Linked DNA regions of Sus scrofa: all the other regions are linked to region 3. A link is a contact called in public Hi-C and HiChIP or PLAC-seq data. All regions are on one chromosome and are shown on one strand. The core of a region is the stretch at or near the end of the contact, and the rest is flanking DNA. Distances in the headings are between cores, read along the strand shown.

Region 1 (3,013 bases), core at 224-2,723, 170 kb before region 3:
GCCTGTGGCTGGTGAGGAAACCATAATGGTTGGTCCTTCCTGGTCCCTTGGGCTTGAACAAATCAGACAGTGAGCCAGAGGACCTGGGTGGCAGACTGGGAAAAGGAGAGTGTTGAGATGTGCCAGCCCATTTAGGCCTTCAGCTTCCTCTGGGCACAGTTGTAAATTAAATCCAGCCTCTGCCATGCAGGGGCCTGGCAGGGATAGCACTGTTCCTGAACTGGTTTCTTACCCACTGTTGACCTCCTCTGCAGCGTCAAGGAGATCTCACAGCTTCCTAGTCCCAAGCTCAGAGGCAGCAGAAGTGAGGAGTGAGAGGGTTCTAGCTTTGGTACCAGGGCCTCCCTCCTGTGGGCCTCCTTCCTCAGGAGTCCACAAACTGTGTTGGTGGGGTGCATGAACTAAGAATGGTTTTTACATTTTTAAATAGCTGAGGGGGGAAGAAACTCAAGAGTGATATTTTGGGACAGAAAATCACATTTTGGCGTCCATAAAGTTTGACTGGAACACAGCCACACCCACTCACTTACGTAGTGTCTAGGACTGCTTTGTAGCTACATCAGAGCTGAGACCACATGGTCTGCAACATCTAAAATATTTACTGCCTGGCCCTTTATGGAAAATGTTTGTCAACCGCAGCCTTACCTTCTGCCTCTAGAGCCGTCATTTACACTGAGGTGTGAGTAACTGGTAATAGCCTCAAGGGCTAACTCGCTTTTACCCTCCAGGAGGAATTTTGGGTTGCAGTAAGGAAAAAAATATGAGAAAGCCTAGAAAATTAAATGGGGGGGTGGTTAGAGGAGATGTTTGGGAGCAGAGGATCTCACCTGAACCTGAGGTTGTGCTCTTCCAAGTAAGAGGTTCTCAGCAGGTGGGATCTATGCTGTAAACGGAGCGGGAAATTTTCACCACGGTTACACAGAAGTTTCCCTCTCTTCCCAAGTCTACTCACAAACAAGATGTTTCCTCACCTGCTGCTGCCTCTACTTGCCAATAATGTGGTTGTCATTTTTTATTGACTATCTTTGTGCTTCATAATAAAAGCAGCAACCTTCACACGTCAAAGGTTTGTTAAAAATTCCAGCTGCTGAGGGAATTCTACCTTCCCGTTGCAAAATATAATTCGTTTTTACCAGGCAACTTGGGCAGCACTCTTAGTTGAATAGGACAAAACCCAGCTCAAATTGGGTCAAGCAGAAAGGAAATTTGCTGACTCATGTAAATGGACAGCCCTGAGGGAGTTCTGGCTTCAGACATGGCTGGATGCGGAAACTGAAAGAAGAAACGCGTTCCTGGCTCTAACCTTCAGCTCTGCTTCTTTCTGGCTTGACATCAACCTTGGATAGGCTCTCCGTGAGGCCCAGCAGCTCCGCTTGGCACCTTATCCAGCCGTTCTTTCCCCTGGTTATGGAAACAAAAATTCCAAGACCATTAATGCCTCTTTATTCTGATTGGCTTGGCTTAGGTCACATGCTCACTGCTGACCAATCCCTGCGTCCCGGGCTGTCTATTCCCGTTAGCCAGGCTGGGTCAGATGCCTTTCCCCCAGACCTGTGAGATAAAGATGAGGCAGGGGTTGGTCCCTGAAGGAAAATCGGAGGGAGGTGATTTCTAGAAAAAAGAGGGGATGCCAGATGGTCAAGAAAACTCACAGCAGTGTATATTATTCAGACGTAAGTTGTCGAGTCCTTAAAAGATGCATAAATAATAAATATAGAAGGCTTAAATTAAGCACAGTGGGGCTAGGGTCTTTGATGCAACGTAAAATAAAAAAGGTTGTCCTCAACCTCCGGGACCCTTTGCACCTTCTGCCTTCCTCGGCCCGTCAGAGTGCCTTACCCTTGTACCTGCCTGGTGCTTGCAGAACCTGAAGCGAGTGGCGGAGGTGTGGATGGACGAGTACGCAGAACACATCTACCAGCGCCGGCCCGAGTACCGCCACCTCTCCGCTGGCGACGTGGCCGCCCAGAAGAAGCTTCGTAGCTCCCTTAACTGCAAGAGTTTCAAGTGGTTTATGACCAAGATCGCCTGGGACCTGCCCAAATTCTACCCGCCGGTGGAGCCCCCCGCCGCAGCCTGGGGCGAGGTGAGTTTGGAGGGCAGGGCCAGCCCGATAACTGGGGCCCGGTGCCAAATGCGTGCGCGCGCGGAGCCCTGGTCCAAGGCTCCAGGAAAGAAATGCCGGTAGAGGTATAAAATATAAAACTTTTTCCTTTCTTTCGGTGATCTGTCTTAGCCTTGTTGTGGTGTTTGCTGTTGTTCATTCATTTTCTATTTAATGTTTAGAGACAAATCAAAAGTTTAAATTTTTTTTAATTTTTTAATTTTGTTTTTACCACTGTGCAGCATGGGGACCAAGGTACACTTACATGTATACATTTTTTTTTCCTTCCTTTGCTCTGTTGCAGTGTAAGTATCTAGACATAGTTCTCAGTGCTACACAGCAGGATCTCATTGTAAATCCATTCAAAGAGCAATAGTTTGCATCCGATAACCCCACGCTCCGATCTCTCCCACTCCCTCCCTATCCCCCTGGGCAGCCACAAGTCTATTCTCCAAGTCCATGATTTTCTTTTCTGTGGAAATGTTCATTTGTGCTGGATATTAGATTCCAGTTATAAGTGATATCATATGGTATTTGTCTTTGTCTTTCTGACTTCTCTCAGTATGAGAGTCTCTAGTTCCATCCATGTTGCTGTAAATGGCATTATTTTGTTCTTTTTGATGGCTGAGTAGTATTTCATTGTGTATATATACCACATCTTCCTAATCCAATCATCTGTCGATGGACATTTGGGTTGTTTCCATGTCTTGGCTATTGTGAATAGTACTGCAGTGAACATGCAGGTGCATGTGTCTTTTTCAAGGAAACTTTTGTCTGGATATATGCCAAAGAGTGGGATTGTAGGGTCATGTGGTAGTTCTATGTATAGATTTCTAAGGTATCTCCAAACTTCTCCATAGTGGCTGTACCAGCTTACATTCCCACCAACAGTGCAGGAGGGTTCCTAAA
Region 2 (2,746 bases), core at 105-2,604, 140 kb before region 3:
TGGGGCTCCTCAGGGCGCGGTCACCTCCCGGGTAAACCCGGAGGCTTAAAGCCATAGGAGCTACAGTTTACAGAGCTCCAGGGAGGGCCCAAAATACAGCAAGCACTTCCTCTCGCCGAGATTGGCCCATCCTTTCTGCATTTTCCTCCGCAGCTCCTCCTCTTACCGCGGTTCGCCTAGTCCACCCTCTAGACCTTATCTCGACTTCCGATTCTTCCCAGCGGAAGGGTCACCACAGCCCCTCGGGTTCCTTTCCCCCTCTCCTCTTTCCGAGCAGACCCAGCCAGTCCCTGTCTCCGCAGTGGGAGAGGGTCCGCCACCCACAAGCTTCTGACTATCTTTCAAGACCCGCCATCAGACACCCACCCACCTTCACCTCTTCCGCACGTCTTTCCTTGTATCTGCTCCGATTGTCCCCCTGTCTTTCCCGCCATGGCTGTCCTCTGTCCTGTTTCACGCACCCTAACTCCTGCCGCTCTGCAGGTCCTCAGGCCCTGGTCCTTCCGTTTTGCCCAGTCTGTCCCTCTCATGACAGTACCTCTCTTCCCTCTAGGTCCCCCCTCACATGCCCTCCGTGTATATGTCCCTCCGTGCCCCCGCCCACGTCTGTACTCTGTCCGCTCCCGAAGTGATCCTCTGTTTCCAGAGTCGGGCCCTCGGTCCAACCGGGACCCTGCTCACCATCCTCCCCGAGCCCGAAGAGTCTACGGCCCGGTTCCCCTCCCTCACCCGGGGAACTCTTCCCTTTTCCACTTTCTCTACTTTGAACCCATCCCAGCAGAGTCCAGGAAGTAGCCAGGCGCCGGGGACTGGCGGTGATGGCGCCCAATGGGACGCGCCAGCGGCGGCGGTGGCCCCGCCCAGATAGAGAAAGCCACCAATGGGCGTGCGGCGGCGGGACTTCCGCTGTCCCGCGGAGGGCGGGGGGAGCGAACTGTTGTGGTGCGGAGCGTTGGGCGGGCGGCGGCCAGGCGGCCCAGGGGCTGCCGCGGGACTCGGGGCGCAGCCGAGCTGCTGCAGGGGTGGGGCGGGCTCGACGCTCCGCGGGGCCCGGGCGCCGCGGGTTCGAGGCCGGGCCCCGCGCGGGGAGGCCGCGCCACCCCGGGAGAGCTGCCCAGTGGCGAGTTTGCCCAGCAGCCGAAAGAAGGCGGGAGCCGGCGGGGGCCCTCGGAACCCCCTGGCAGCCCCGGCCCGGGGTCCCCGGGGAGCGGCTTCTTCCTGGGACGTTCTCTCGGACGTCCTCGCCGAAGGGTAACGGTTCAGGGCCCCCGGCAGAAGGCGCCTCCGGGTGACTCCCGGCGGGGCCCTGCGAGCCGCGGGAGCCGACCCCGGCGCCGCGAGCGGAGAGGAAGGGGCTCGGCGGAGACGCGGGGCCGGGCACCGAAGGACCCGGAGCGCGTCGGAGCGGAGCGGGGCCTCCCTGGCGCGGGGCAGGGCAGCGCCTCGCCTGGAGACGGACTCTGGGACCCTCGAGAGCGGGGGCCTCGGCGACCTGCCCCGCGGGGAGCGCGGCCGCGGAGTGGCCTGCGGGGGACCCTCCCCCAGAGGGGCCGGCCCGGGGCGGGGAAATGAACGGCTTTAGCACGGAGGAGGACAGCCGCGAAGGGCCCCCCGCCGCCCCCGCCGCCGCCCCGGGCTACGGCCAGAGCTGCTGCCTCATCGAGGACGGCGAGCGCTGCGTCCGGCCCGCGGGCAACGCCTCCTTCAGCAAGAGGGTCCAGAAGAGCATCTCGCAGAAGAAACTCAAGCTGGACATCGACAAGAGCGTGAGTCCACCCCCGCCTGGGCCCCCGCGCCGGGCCGCTCTCCGGCCGCTGCCCGGGGCTGCGGGCGGGACTCGGGAGCCCTCCCCGCCCTGGGCCTCGCCGCCCTTTATCTGCACGCTGAGGAGTTGGACTCCGGCTTGCAGAGGCCGCTCGAGCTCTAACTGGGGCTCTGCCCAAATCCGGGAGGTTGGTGGCGGGAGGCTCGGAGGACCCTTCCCGCCCGAGAGGATCTGACACCAGTTTTTAGCTCGTTTATTTGGTTTAGATATGGGAGCAGGAAGAGGTGGCTTCATTTCGTTGGCCCCTGAAGGAGCAGGTATGAGGGAGGGGTGATGAAGGGAGCCGGCTCTCCTCCAACTTCTCCCTTCTTCCCGGATCCCTGTGATTCCTTCCAAAACGGAAAGGTGGCAGTTCCTTCCCTGTATGCGGCGGCCTCGGTTGCCGCAGAGGGTCACCAGGCTCGCCGCTCCGCAGGCTGCGGTGGAGAAATGGGATTTTCAAGGATGTGGCAGCACTAAGGCCGAGACCTGCTCTTGGGAGGTGGCTCTGGCAGTCGAAGTGACTGCAAGGAAGAAAATCCATGTTTATAGGGTTCACTTCTTTAGAAATGCCGGGGAGGGTGGGGTGGGTAATTTAAATTTGAATAGAAAACTTTTCCTGTGTGATTCCTCCACTTCACCAGTTAACTATTCTAAAGATGTGCCTATTGTCAACCAATTGAGAACTTTTTAGTTTGACATCTGTTGCTGCAAGTCTTCTGTGTCTGCCTGGTGATTAGGAATTGGAAATGAGTTGGAGGGGTATTTAATATTCGGGTTAGACCAGCTAAGTGCTTCACATCCATTCTCTTCTAGAACCAAAGTGTCTTCGCTCTTGGGGGGATCAGAGATTGTTCCTTAAACTGAAAGCACCCTCACTTGTCCACCTCTGATTTGAAACTGAAACTGAGGCTCAGAGATAGGAAGTGATGGTGCCAAAGT
Region 3 (2,875 bases), core at 7-2,506:
CCCTGGTTCCCCCACCTGCACCTGAGCCTCTGAACTGGGCTTCACACACAAAGCTGAGTGACTGTAGGTAAGTTACACAGAAGGAATCTCTGATCCCCAGTTTCCTCATCTGTAAAAAAGGGACAGGAAACTAGATAACAGGAGGGTTAAACAAGTTAATGCAAGAAGGGCCCCGGCACAGCGTCTGACATACAGCAAGAGCCTGTTGAAGGTATCTCTCATTTGCTCTTTTCCGGAGCCCAAAGCCCCCAGGCCTGCGAGTCGCCGGCCTAGCCCTGGCCTCTAACGCCACCTACTGGCCTAATAGCAGAATGACGCACACTGCAGTCCCGGAGTGGAGGGCAGTGGAGCAAGTCCCAGATCTGCCCTGACTCCCCGCGCTCGTTACGCGGGACGGGCCTCTCCCCTCATCCGTTAAAAGGGGATGGTGCTGTCCATTGGCCCCCACATCAGCTTAGTTTGGGGCCTTCAGAGAGTCTTAGGGGGTAGGGGGAAGAGTGCTTTCCCTGGGGAACTGGCTCAGCCTGAGCTCAGAAAGCAAACTCCCAAAGCGGACATGGGTGCTATGCGAGACGGTCACAGGTCACACTCCATCCCTCGTGGAGGCGTTGTTTCAGGGCGAGTCGCAGGACCCAGTCCTCTGGGGTTTAAGACTTTAAGATGCGGTCAAGGCTCAGCCTCTCCTCTCCCCAAGGCAAGATCCACAGCTGCTTGTCCGGACTCGTGGGACAGCAGTTGCTCCAAAACCTATCACAGGCGCATGCACACATACACACACCCACGCACACACGCGCGCACAATCTCCTAGATCCAGACACCCGTACCCAAGTTGAAGTTTTTTCCCTGCCTTGATTTGTTTTCCATTCCTCCACACAAAATTCCCCCTCCCCGTTGTGTCAGCTCCAGCAAGGAGGTCAAGGTCCTCAACTGTTTTGTCACCCTGTCCCCCGGGCATCCCACATGGCACTGGCAGCTAGAACACTTGTAGAGTTCTTAAGTAGAACTACAGTCACGACACAGACGCGTCCGATCCCACAATCACACTCTCCGAGCGCGCGCACAAGGTCGCGATGATTTACCCTCCCGCACGATCCGAGGCGCCCCTCACGCTGCACGCGCGGTCACAGAACTAGGCGAGCCCGCGACCCATCAAGTGTGTACACACACGCGCGCGCACGCATGTGCACGCCCGCTGCGCGCAGCTAGCGCGTCTGGTTTCCACCCTAGCCTCTCGGCTTCGCTCCTCCCTCTCCTCCGCCTGCGGTTCTCAAAGCGCCACCTCCCCCAATGGGCCTTCCGGGGAGTGAGTTGCGAGAGGCCCGAGTGAGTGACAAACCAGGGCTAGGAGTTTACCAACACGCGGATTGTAAATTTCCCCTCAATGAATCCCACCTCACCCCACCCCCCACACACACCCAACCTGCCTTCTCGCTGGAGCGGGAGTTTTCCCCACCCGCTGCTCACCCTCGCCCGTTCTCCTCAAACTCATCCACGCAGCTCAAAAGGGACCAAGCATCTAGCTGCCATACAGGTCCCACAGGGCCACCGCAACTTAGACCGCCCCTGTTTGAGCCCTCCTGGCTCAGCTCCGACCCCGTGGGTCCAGTGGCCTGGACCACTTGGCCAGTGACTTGACTTTTCTTGGTCTCAGGGACTTCCTCCTTTCCTCGGTGAAATGTGACTGATAATAGTACTTCCCACTGGAATAGGTGAGAATCCAAGAGACATAGGAGTTCCTGTCGTGGTGCAGCGGAAACAAATCTGACTAGGAACCACGAGGTTGTGGATTCAGTCCCTGGCCTCGCTCAGTGGGTTAAGGATCTGGCATGCGGCTCCGATCTGGCGTTGCTGTGGCTGTGGCATAGGCCGGTGACTACAGCTAGGATTCAATCCCTAGCCTGGGAACCTCCATATGCTGCAAGTGAGGCCCTAAAAAAAAGACAAAAAAAAAAAAAGAATGCACTAAGCCCAGTACCAGCATACCTGGCACCAGTAAAAGACTCAAATAGGAAATTATTTTTTAATATGATTATTTTTTAGGATGCTATGGAGACAAAATAGCTGCACTGGACAGGGCTCCCTGGAGCCTCTTCCTAGATCCCCAGAGGTCTCAGACCTCCAGGTTAAGAACGCCCAACTCTATTCCAGCCCTGAATTCCAGACGCTTTTCTCCTGATGGCTCATAGGCTTGGAAGAAAGGCTGCAAGGGAGGGAGGAAAAGAAGGAAAGAGGGGAGGGAGGATGGACAGCGCCATTGAGGTGTAATTCACAAGCTCTTTTAAAGTGTATAATTCTGTGTGTTTTAGTGTATTCAGAGAGTTGTGCAACCATCACCACTATCTAATTCTAGAATAATTTTATCACTCCAGTGTACCCATTTCACTGAATACCTCCCAGCCCCTGGCAACCACCAATGTGCTTTCTGTCTTTGTGGATTTGCCTGTTTCTGACATTGTGTAGGCATGCGGCTGTACAGTAAATGATCTTTGGCATCACTTACTTCACTGACTTCTTTCATTTATCATGTTTTCAAGGTTCCCCCATTGTTGTAGCTTGGATCGGTATAAATTTCTTTTTATTGCTGAGTACTATTCCCTTGTATGGCTGTACCACATAATATTTATCCATGGAGTTCCCGTCATGGCGCAGTGGTTAATGAATCTGACTAGGAACCATGAGGTTTCGGGTTCAATCCCTGCCCTTGCTCAGTGGGTTAACGATCCGGCCTTGCCATGAGCTGTGGTGTAGGTTGCAGATGCGGCTCGGATCCCGCGTTGCTGTGGCCCTGGTGTAGGTCAGTGGCTACAGCTCCGATTCGACCCCTAGCCTGGGAACCTCCATATGCCGTGGGAGCGGCCCTAGAAAAGGCAAAAAG

What was found. Hi-C and Micro-C count contacts between places; a contact is called where the count stands out from the background. HiChIP or PLAC-seq counts read pairs in DNA pulled down with a chosen protein or histone mark.
Region 1: a Hi-C map of adipose tissue shows a contact between it and region 3, with 2.9 times the contacts expected there. The contact joins two enhancer-like sites. A contact is called at or near these places in 16 of 47 Hi-C or Micro-C datasets (adipose tissue, alveolar macrophages, embryonic fibroblasts and 8 more) and 2 of 2 datasets of contacts at active chromatin or transcription factors (alveolar macrophages and skeletal muscle).
Region 2: an H3K27ac HiChIP or PLAC-seq map of alveolar macrophages shows a contact between it and region 3. The contact joins the promoter of SAP30L here to the enhancer-like site in region 3. A contact is called at or near these places in 2 of 5 promoter capture datasets (fetal liver and liver), 19 of 47 Hi-C or Micro-C datasets (adipose tissue, alveolar macrophages, brain and 11 more) and 2 of 2 datasets of contacts at active chromatin or transcription factors (alveolar macrophages and skeletal muscle).

Annotation. Positions count from the first base shown.
Region 1 is chr16:68,734,396-68,737,408 of Sscrofa11.1, reverse strand. It overlaps GALNT10 (polypeptide N-acetylgalactosaminyltransferase 10), which reads left to right. Exons shown (of 13, transcript XM_021076946.1): 10 at 1,865-2,086. Among named protein-coding and RNA genes, the nearest start is that of SAP30L, 26 kb to the right of the region's middle. Within about 2 kb of position 1,473, at least 8 of the 83 cell types and tissues checked have an H3K27ac peak or open chromatin away from gene starts, as enhancers often do. A contact at or near this core is called in adipose tissue and subcutaneous adipose tissue, where this site is marked.
Region 2 is chr16:68,708,560-68,711,305 of Sscrofa11.1, reverse strand. SAP30L (histone deacetylase complex subunit SAP30L) reads left to right here and starts at 1,354. Exons shown (of 5, transcript XR_308560.3): 1 at 1,354-1,766.
Region 3 is chr16:68,565,057-68,567,931 of Sscrofa11.1, reverse strand. No RefSeq gene overlaps it. Among named protein-coding and RNA genes, the nearest start is that of HAND1, 110 kb to the left of the region's middle. Within about 2 kb of position 1,256, at least 28 of the 83 cell types and tissues checked have an H3K27ac peak or open chromatin away from gene starts, as enhancers often do. A contact at or near this core is called in adipose tissue, alveolar macrophages, omental adipose tissue and 2 more, where this site is marked.